2 separate regions of the Zea mays genome follow, and region 1 is linked to region 2. Evidence: chromatin contacts called from public Hi-C data. All regions are on one chromosome and are shown on one strand. The core of a region is the stretch at or near the end of the contact, and the rest is flanking DNA. Distances in the headings are between cores, read along the strand shown. Region 1 holds the start of LOC100191922 (3-hydroxy-3-methylglutaryl-coenzyme A reductase 2). Region 2 has its middle 40 kb from the start of LOC100191922.

The links. A called contact is a pair of places that touch in the nucleus more often than the background predicts.
Region 1: a Hi-C map of tassel shows a contact between it and region 2, with 4 times the contacts expected there. The contact joins the promoter of LOC100191922 here to the enhancer-like site in region 2. A contact is called at or near these places in 4 of 25 Hi-C or Micro-C datasets (ear, leaf and tassel).

What each region holds. Positions count from the first base shown.
Region 1 is chr2:195,623,451-195,628,776 of Zm-B73-REFERENCE-NAM-5.0, reverse strand. It overlaps LOC100191922 (3-hydroxy-3-methylglutaryl-coenzyme A reductase 2), which reads right to left and starts at 1,882. Exons shown (of 4, transcript NM_001137346.1): 1 at 879-1,882; 2 at 435-616. The coding sequence starts at 1,813.
Region 2 is chr2:195,583,889-195,589,264 of Zm-B73-REFERENCE-NAM-5.0, reverse strand. No RefSeq gene overlaps it. Among protein-coding and RNA genes, the nearest start is that of LOC100191922, 40 kb to the left of the region's middle. Within about 2 kb of position 1,959, at least 17 of the 20 cell types and tissues checked have an H3K27ac peak or open chromatin away from gene starts, as enhancers often do. A contact at or near this core is called in ear, leaf and tassel, where this site is marked.

The DNA.
Region 1 (5,326 bases), core at 633-3,132, 40 kb before region 2:
GGTAAAACCATGGTTTAAAATACAGAGTTGTTAGATATGCTCCCAAACGCCTTTTTGGTCTAAAATACCATGGTATTGTTTTGGGACTAAGAAAATATTGTGTCCCCAAACAGGCCCTCAATATTTAAAATACTTTATAGATTTCCAACATAAAGGTAAGCATATTAGACTGATTATGAACAGTGTTTTCATCATAAACTATACCTCTTTCCATTTAAGATATTGTATTTCACTGATATTGCTAATAGTCATAGAGTCATATTAGAGACCGCGTCAATGACTGAATGGACTTATATTTCTGATCAAAGGAAGTATAATCAGAAAGAATTTTCTACCTGGTTCCTGAATGTGCTTATCTCGCAGAAACAATCGGATGCACAACAAAGCAGATTAAATTCACAAATACAGTTTAAGAATTTATAACATGGGAAAACCTGATATGCTGATGACATCCATGTCAGGGAAGTCGGCCTGGAGGTAGTCCAGCACGTTCTGCACACCCTTGGAGACCATGTTCATCCCCATGGCATCCCCTGTGCTGCAGCTGAACCTCATGTACAAGTTCCTTCCTGCAATCGCACACTTCACTCCCTGCAGCCTTCCAAATCTGCTCGATCTGCACAAATATTTCCCAAACCAGGTCGGTCATCACATAATCCCACCATCAACCCTCAAGTTCAAAAAGTGGGCAACCGTACAGGCAATTTATGGATTAAAAAAAGTGACTGATGACAACTGCTACTGCTTTGATGGAGATGGATGCACATAGACGTGTCGTCAAGCCCAAGAGACGCGCTAGCCTAATGGTAATCGTTGAGCGCGTGGAGCATGGGTCGAAAGGGACAACGTGACGTTGATTTGGAATCTAGCGTTCTTACCTGTTAAACACCACGGCCAGGGTGTCAAAGTTCGCTGGGTCCTCCAAGAAGGCCTTGAGCTCAGCGGCGCGGCGTGCAGACGGGAACCGGACGACCGGGGCTCGCGTCATCCCGTCCCTGAAAACGACGCTGGAGGCACCACCGGACTCGGCAATGGCCTTGCATCCGCGGTTCGTGCTGGCGACGAGGCAGCCCTCGGTGGTGGCCATCGGTACGTAGAGGCGGCGCCCGTCGAGCAGGAGCGGTCCGGCGACGCCCACGGGAAGCTGCACGTACCCGACCGGCAGCTCGCAGCATTGGCCCAGGATGGACGCGTAGTCGAACCCGTCGAGCGGGAGCCCGTCCATATCCCTTCCGGTGATCCGGCGCAGCGCCTCCCTCCTGATCCCGGCGGCCCGGCGGCAATCTCCCAGCCTAGACTCCAGCACGTAGGACGGGATCTTCCCTGCCACAACCGCGGCCACGATCTCCTCGTCCTCCTCCGGCATTTTCTCCGTCGCGGCGGCGGGGCTCCCCAGCAGCGCACACGGGGTCTGCGCAGGCGTCGGCGGCGCCCGCGCCCGCGCGTGGCGGGAGTCGACGATGAAGTCCTCGTCGTCGTCGCTGCTGGAGACGACGGACTGCACGAAGGCGATCCCGAAGAAGCTGAGGAGGTAGATGAGCGACGCGACGAGGCCGCAGATGGCGAAGATCTCGGCGGGGGAGACCACGTGGAGCGGCGTGGAGGCGCGGATCTTCCCCCGCCACCGACGCATCAGGTACACCAGCGACGCGGCGAACAGCGCCGAGAAGATGAGGTTCGTGTGCCGGATCGGCAGCGGTAGCGCATCACCCGCCTGCACACGCACCCGCTCCCCCTCGGCCCCGGTCGCCTGCTGGCGCCTAGGGACGCTCCCGTGCGGCGGTGGAACCCTGCGGCGGACATCCATATCCATAGGGCGGACGAGGCAGCGGTGGGCTCGCTCGTCGGCGCTCAACCGCGCGGCGGAGCGGCGAGGAGGACGGGGGTTTGGGGATTTGATTTGGGGCCGGGCGCTCTCATATAGCTTCGCCGCCGCTACCCTTGAACTCAGCGGAATCGTTGACAGGCTGGGCCTACCATGGTTCGTTGGGCCCCGGTCGTGCCTGGCCTCTCCCGGGCCGCTACTGCTACAGTTTGACGGTTTCGTATGGTTTCTGCAGTTTGGATGGTCTGTCTGGAGTCCGGACTCAGGACTCTGGACAGGACAGGTATACGCCTAGATGGTGTCCACTTTGCAGCCCTACGTTTCTTCGTTTCTGCTACAATAGTATACACCTCTAGTGCCATGTCACGTACGCTCGCTAAGTGGGGGCGGATTTGGGCCCGGGCCTCCTGGCCCCGTGACCCAGGGCGCAGCCTAAAAGTTCTCTTCAGCCAAAAAATCTTGTTTAAAATAAATTTCAGTCCAAAAATGTAGTCTAAAAGACATCCTGCTTGCAGCGATTGAGCCTAGCGCTAGCGACCTCCCTCTATCGCTCGAGTCACGAGAACACACTCTTTCAATTATTTCGCAAATCTGCGTGGTTGCGCTTCCTATATTGCTAGCGGCATGACCGCCTCCCTCTAGTCCTCTATCATTCTCCACGCCTTTGGGATCCACAGATCCGGCAATGGCATAAGGCAGCAACCTTCGAGGCGACCGGGCGGGCTCTGACTTAGGCATCTGCCACCGCTAGTCCGACATCTGCCTCCGCCAGTCCGCCTCCAGCCTCCCTGCGACCCTGCAGCAGCGACGCGCGCGCGACCTGCACTGGCATCACGCCACCGCCCATACAAATCTGCCCCTACCATTACATCTTCTCCCAAGCTATACAACTTCCTCAATCTGATTCCCTTTTTTCTTATTCATAGGCAAGGGCGGAGTGCCTCCTGGCCAATGGACAGTGACTGTCTGCTACAATGTACCCGTGATTCTCCCCTATTGTAAGTAATTGTTCCCAAATGTTCGATCCACATTCCCTACCTGTCATAGTTCCACTGGATTGATTTAAATGTTACTACCCTGTTCTTAAATAGTTATCGTCTCCTAGTTCATTTTTGAACTAAATTGTGAAAATGAAAAGACGGAGTAGTACATCATTATATTTGTAGAGTGACCTGTGACGTTAATTTTACGGAGCTCCGCCACCGGGCACTAGTCGTCGGTGTCCTCTCGACACATCCTACAATAGTAGTCCAGTTTTGCTGAACAAAATGCCAATCCTGTTTTTTTAAATGTAAAATATATTTTCATATCAAATCCACTAAAAGACATAATATATGGTATTATTTTGTTTGTAAACATAATCAAAACTAAGAAAGCTTGATTTTGGTTTAAATTTGGAATTGCATTTTTCCTACGCGAAGGGACTATGCACGGTTTAACTTTTATTACTATTTTGTCATAAATGACTTAGGTCTCTTTATAACAAATGATCTTTGATGTATCTCCCAAAAAAACTCTTTGTTTTGCATGTTATGTGTTTTTTTGTTCGGTATAGAGTTTAGATATTTTCCTCATTATTTCATTTCATGTATTATTCTCTATATATAGGTAGCATCAATGGCTAATTATTTTACCAATTTATTATACCCCTTAGTACCAAAGAAGAATGTATTTTTAAATAAAGTTTCAACATTTGCGTTATGACACAACCATCATTCCAACTAATGATACCTTACCAAAAACACCCCCTGAAGCATGGAATTCTAGCCAACACCTCCCTTAGAATCCAACATAAACTCCTACTACAGAGTGTAACAGGGTTGGATCATGAGTCTTCATCGACCTTGGCACATGGCCATAACCCCTTTTTTGGCCCTTTTCTAGCCATGGACACCCCACATATTAGTTTCTTGAGGTATCTTTCCCCTTCCAATAGCTAAAGCAACCCCTAGAGAGTAAGGTAGACCCTTTGTGTAGTGAGAAGATTATAGAAGTGGTAATCTTGCAGTTAGCAATCTCATGAATCATAGAGAGAGGCTTGTGTGCATCCAACACCCACATTATGTTTGTCATGTTCAAGTGAGAATTTAGTGCTTGTTACTCTTGGTGATCGACTTCACACTACAGGAAACGACTAAATTTTCGTGGGCCAAAAACCCACGAAAATAAGCCTAAACCGACGAAAATAACCTATTTTCGTCGGCAGACCGACGAAAATAGCCGCCGAAAATAAGTTCGACGAAAATAGGGAATTATTTTCGTCGGTACCGACGAAAACGACTTATTTTCGTCGGCTTCCCCAAGGCCGACGAAAATAGTTGGTCGGCTGACTATTTTCGTCGGCCACTGAGGCCGACGAAAATAGGGACATAATTTTCGTCGGCCCTGGGTGGTGGCCGACGAAAATATCTGGACACGTATTTTCGTCGGCCACCACCCAGGCCGACGAAAATTCATGATACCCCCCAAAAACAGATTGTTCTGCACCTTTTATTAATTCACAGCAAAATAAACATATACACAATCATATATACAGATTTCACAAACAATACAGTTTTCACAAACAACATTCACAAGCAATTACATAATTGTTTCAAACATATTCCATACATATAGTCCATATATAGTCCATACATAAACAAAGTCATTCCCTCCAGAACCATAAACAAAGTCTATACATATCCATACATAGTCCATAAACAAAGTCACTACTCACTCCGGCGGGCTATGTGAGTTTTGGCCACTCCCTCCTCCGCCACCAGGAAGGTGGCCACTCCCTCCAGAACCATGGACGAGGAAGTCTTGGACGTTGACAGCACCCTCCGATCCCTGAGCATGTGACGCTGAACCCTGCAATTCATCAATCATTCAAATAAGGCTGTGTTTGGTCAATATTTGTATAAAACTAAACATGGAACGTCACCTGTGATCCATGGTGAGGAGGAGGCTGTGCATGCATCCACGGGTACTGTTGTGCTGGCCACCCCTGAGGTGGTGGCACCCACCCCGTCGGTGGCGGTGCCATCCACGCTTGAAATGGTTGAGAGCCCGCCAGTGGCTGGAAGACCGGTGGCACCCATCCCGGGACTGGCTGCGATCCTTGGGGTGGTGGAGGTGTCCAAGTGCCTGGAGGTGCCTGCGTCCACCCAACACCAGTCCACTGTGGCTGCGACGCTGGAGCTTGTCCTGGCCACTGTCCCCATCCTTGTGCCTGCGAGCCATTTTTGATAATAAAAAAAGAGTTGCTATGGAATTGAAGTGTTCAGATAGTGTTACCTGGGGAGGGCGAAAAGCTGGCAAGTTCATATCAGGGCCGAGTCGAGTAGTCATTTCCTGCAAATGGATGAAACGTTAGAATCGCAACATTATACTTTGAATTCAATGACACGTGATGAGATAGATGAATTACCTGAAAATAAGAAGTCATATACTGCGTCAGCTGTCCGACCTGCTCCTGCGCTGCTCGAGCCTGCTCCTGTGCTGCTCGAGCCTGCTCCTGTG
Region 2 (5,376 bases), core at 710-3,209:
GCAGCCTACGGTGAATACCAGCAGCAAATTCCCTCATCTATGTTATAAAAGGTTCGCTAATGTTCTTACACGTTCCTCCTCATATCTTGCTACTAGGATTACCGTTTCGTTGATGAATTTTCTCTTCTGACTCATTATGATGATGTGCTCCTGTCCTAACCACCAGTCAAGTTATGGTTTAATTTGATGAATTGTAACTATCCGTCCATTCTTTCTGGACTGCATTTATGAGGTCCAATCTAAGGCCTTGAGATTAGATCGCATCGATAGTTACTGTTGCTGGACGTTTTTTTTTTAAAAAAAACAAATTTTGAAATGGGGAATGTTCAAATATCGATCATCATCTCGAACCTGTTGATCACCGGTTGTCTTTCCTGTCCCATGTTTGCCCTTTATCACAGCTGTTTAATCAAGATCTTCATCCACAAGCAGATTCTTCACAATCTATTGCATGCGATTCCCCGTTTAGGTGGTGTTTGGGAACAAAGTTTTTCTGCAGTATTGAAGCAATACTGTAGTATTAAGCAATACTGTGGTATTATATACTTTGAGGTGTTTGACAACTCATCTGAAATCTCTGTATACTAAACTGTAGTATTGTAAATACTGCACTTGTTTTGAAGTTTTGGAAACTTTGGTCTCAGCCAAAGTTTTTCTCTGTAAAGAGAGCGCCAACTGGGTCCCGCTCTGGCTGATTGGTCTCAACCAAAGTTTTTCCCAAACACCTTAATGTATTGGATACTGTTGTATTCGAAAACTGAAGCATTGTAAACTGTAGTAATGTCATGACTAAAGTATACTATTTGAAAAACTGCAGTTTGAAAAAACTGTGTTCCTAAACAGGGCCTTATTGTTTAATGTTACATGCTAGAATGAAATATAAACGACAACATGGTGTATGTCATATCCCATGCTAGAGTTATATTGCATCTACAATAAGACTATCTCCACTAGATAGGGTAAAATAGAGGCTGTTTGACGCTGTTTGTAGAATGGAGTTTAAAATAGATGATGAGATAGAGGATCTGCTGGGGAGACCATGTTTCATTCACCTGTTCAGTACATTGATGACAGAGTAGCCCTTGAAGAACTGATATTTCTCTTCCATGTATGTGTATCGGCTGCACACTGCAAAGTGCTAGCTAGTACGCACTACTTCAACCATGACAAAAGCAAACTCGTAATTCTAGAAGATCAAGACGTCTAAAATAGAGTTCTCCATCCATGACAGATAGCTAGTTTCCAAAGAGCAACATGCGTACCCACAAGTTCCAAGTCCTCCTTTTGTTGATCTAAACAATACTTGCGTTGCATATAAGATTGTACATGTGCATCTATGTTTGTGGGGTACATGTTAATCACGTTGTGATGCTTTTTCTAAAAAAATGCTATCGTATTATCTTGGAAGTTATTACCATATATTCGATAGTTTGGGTTGTAATTTAAAGTATTGAGGCAGAGAGAGCCGTTACATCCAGAATTGGGATTTTTGATACCATGATTTTTGTATAGGCTGCTCACATGATTTTCTAGCCAACTTAACTGGAGTCTGGAGGTTTCAACCGTTCAGAGAAAAAAAAATAAATTTTAACCAAAAAAAAGCTCTGCAATAGTAATACGTAATAGAAAACCTAGTAGCAAAAACAAGGAAGAGAAGAAAACCTCGTTCAAGATCTTCGTCGAAGAGGAATTTCCATTACAATAGAGAAACATTTGTGCATTTGCATCTGCGTGACGAGCAAAACAACAAGAAGTTTCATGCACGGATCTAGGCTATCACAAACTAGTCAAATGCATTAACATGTGTATAAGTCCGAGCATGCATGAAAATGCAACTTGCTGACCAGACCAGGACAAAGAAACTCAGAAAAAGAAAACGAGAACTCACCTATAGTAGGCTCGACGATTGGACGCCAAGGCCCAAATAGACCCAAACCGAGACAGGTTTAATGTCCCCTCCGGACCATATTGGGCCATCCCATGGCTCAAAGTCATGGACCTGTTGCCGAGCTGGATGTGAGACAGGACAGGGTAGCGATGGGCCAATGATCTTGTTAACCTAATTTTTTACAATTTAGTTCTATTTTTTGAAAAAAATCACGTTTGAATTTTGAACGACTTAATATCGTTTTTGACCTTTTACTCGACACCATAGGTCATAGCACCAAGGTAACACGGTTCGGCGTCATAATTTTATGATACCGATTTACCTGGTGCGTTAGACTTCCTCTGCTGCGTCGGTACCTACGTGACAGTAGTTCGGTATTATAAATCTTGGCGCCGAGCTACAGAGCTCATGTCGCCTGCACGTCGCAGCTGGGCTAGGCCGCTGGTACACAACACTGCAACAGCAGAGCTATAGCTATACGGCAGCGGGAGGTTGAAGAGATGGAGCGTGGTGTGGGATCCACGTGTGCATGAGTGCAGTGCAGACCTGATATGAAGAGATGTAGGTACGTGTGTGTGCATGGACACGTGTACAATTCACAATAAGAGTTAGTTTGAGAACTCTAATTTCCTATGTGATTTCTATTTTTAAAAGGGAAATTAGTTCATTTTTCCATAGGAAAATATAAATCACTTGGGAAATTAAGGTTCCCAAATTAGCTCTAAACGTAGATGGAAAAATAGGCAAGGTTTCATGGCGGCATAAATCATTATTTATAATCAATTTCAATCAATATTATATTTATTTTGTGCTAATTTTTAATGTAAGATTTTATGTGGAACTATAATTTATGTCTACATGTAATGTAGATTATTTATTAAAATATTATAGATGTGCATGCATGCAATTTCTCAACCTAATGCTAGGGGCCATCGCATCTAGTAGACTAGCACGACATCAAACTAAATAATTATTCAAACAAATTTTATACTGCCGGTAGATGCCACGAAATATGTGCCGTATATTCTAGCTGTAGAACACACACGTGGAGCAGTAAGTAATGGGTAGACGACCTACTTCTACATGCGTACGTACAGCTAGTCAGCTAGTGTATACCGCTGGTAGATGAGGAGGGAGGAGCACAACACAGTGTGCACGCTATCGCAAGTGGTAACTGTGGGAGCACATGTTGCTGCTGGAAGAGACGAATAACCTCTACTCCTATGTCTTGTCGTGTCATATCCATGTGAGGACCAACGAGTAAGAAGCGCACTTGGCAGCGAACTCGACGCCATGATATGTGGCGCCGTGCTCGGTCACGTCACCGTCATCAGAGTTAATACCTTGGCGCTATGCACTACAGCAAAACAGTACAAGTCCGACGGCTCGTTTATTTCCGACGGTCCCCTAGACCACTGTCGGGGACCATAATTAGGGGTACCCTCAAGACTCCTAATTATCAGCTGGTAACCCCCATCAGCACAAAGCTGCAAAGGCCTGATGAGTGCGATTAAGTCAGGGATCGGTCCATTCGAGGGACTCGATCACGCCTCGCCCGAGCCTAGCCTCGGGCAAGGGCAGCCGACCCCGGAGGATCTCCGTCTCGCCCGAGGCCCCCCTCCAGCGACGAACATACTTCCGGCTCGCCCGAGGCCCAGTCTTCGCCAAGAAGCAACCCTAGCCAAATCGCCACGCCAACCGACCGAATCGCAGGGGCATTTAATGCAAAGGTGGCCTAACACCTTTATCCTGACGCGCACCCTTCAGTCGACAGAGCCGAAGTGATCGCAGTCACTTCGCCGCTCCACTGACCGGCCTGACAGAAGGACAGCGCCGCCTGCGCCACTCCGACTGCTGTGCCACTCGACAGAGTGAGGCTGACAGGCAGTCAGGCCCGGCCTCAGGCACCATAGGAAGCTCCGCTCCGCCCGACCCAGGGCTCGGACTTGGGCTCAGCCCCGGAAGACGGTGAACTCCGCTCCGCCCGACTCAGGGCTCGGACTTGGGCTCAGCCCCGGAAGACAGCGAACTCCGCTCCGCCCGACCCAGGGCTCGGACTTGGGCTCAGCCCCGGAAGACGGCGAACTCCGATCCGCCCGACCCCAGGGCTCGGACTCGGGCTCAGCCCCGGAAGACGGCGAACTCCGATCCGCCCGACCCCAGGGCTCGGACTCGGGCTCAACCCCGGAAGATGACGAACTCCGCTTCGACCGACCCCAGGGCTCGGACTCAGCCCTGGCCTCAGCCGACGGTCTCCGCCTCGCCCGACCCAGGGGCTCGGACTCGACCTCGGCCACGGAAGACAGACTCGACCTCGACCTCGGAGGAGCCTCCACATCGCCCAACCTAGGGCGCGGACCGACCACGTCAACGGGAGGCGCCATCATTTCCCTACCCCAAGCTGACTCAGGCTACGGGGAACAAGACCGGCGTCCCATCTGGCTCGCTCCGCTAGACAAGTAATGATGGCGCCCCGCACGCTCTATGACGATGGCGGCTCTCGGCCCCCTTACGGAAGCAAGAGGACGTCAGCAAGGACTCGACAGCCCCGACAGCTGTCCTTCCGCCAGGCTTCAGCGCTCCTCCGACGGCCACGACACCACACGAAACGGGTGCCAAAACCTCTCCGGCTGCCACGATGGCATGTACTTAGGGCGCTAGCTCTCCTCCGCTAGACACGTTAGCACTCTGCTACACCCCCATTGTACACCTGGATCCTCTCCTTACGCCTATAAAAGGAAGGACCAGGGCCCTCTTACAGGGGGTTGGCCACGCGGGGAAGAGGACGGGACAGGCGCTCGCGTGAGGCCGCTCGCTCCCTCTCCCGCGTGGACGCTTGTAACCCCCTACTACAAGCGCACCCGACCTGGGCGCGGGACGAACACGAAGGCCGCGGGATTTCCACCTCTCTCACGCCCGTCTCCGGCTGCCTTTTCCCCCCTTCGCGCTCGGCCTCGCGCCGACCCATCTGGGCTGGGGCACGCGGCGACATTTCACTCGTCGGCCCAGGGACCTCCCGGTCTCGAAACGCCGACAGTTGACGCGCCAGGTAGGGGAGTTCCCCGAGGTCCGCGACTGCTTCATGATCTACGGTGGGCAAGCGGCGAACGCCTCGGCTCGGCACCGCAAGCAAGAGCGTCGAGAGGTCTGTTCGGTGAAGGTGGCGGCGCCAGTCTACCTAGACTGGTCCGACAAGCCCATCACCTTCGACCAAGCCGACCACCCCGACCACGTGCCGAGCCCGGGGAAATACCCGCTCGTTGTCGACCCCGTCATCGGCGACGTCAGGCTCACCAAGGTCCTCATGGACGGAGGCAGCAGCCTCAACATCATCTACGCTGAGATCCTCGGGCTCCTGCGTGTTGATCTGTCCTCGGTCCGGGCAGGCGCTGCGCCTTTCCACGGGATCATCCCCGGGAAGCGTGTCCAGCCCCTCGGACAACTCAACCTTCCCGTCTGCTTCGGAACGCCCTCCAACTTCTAAAGGG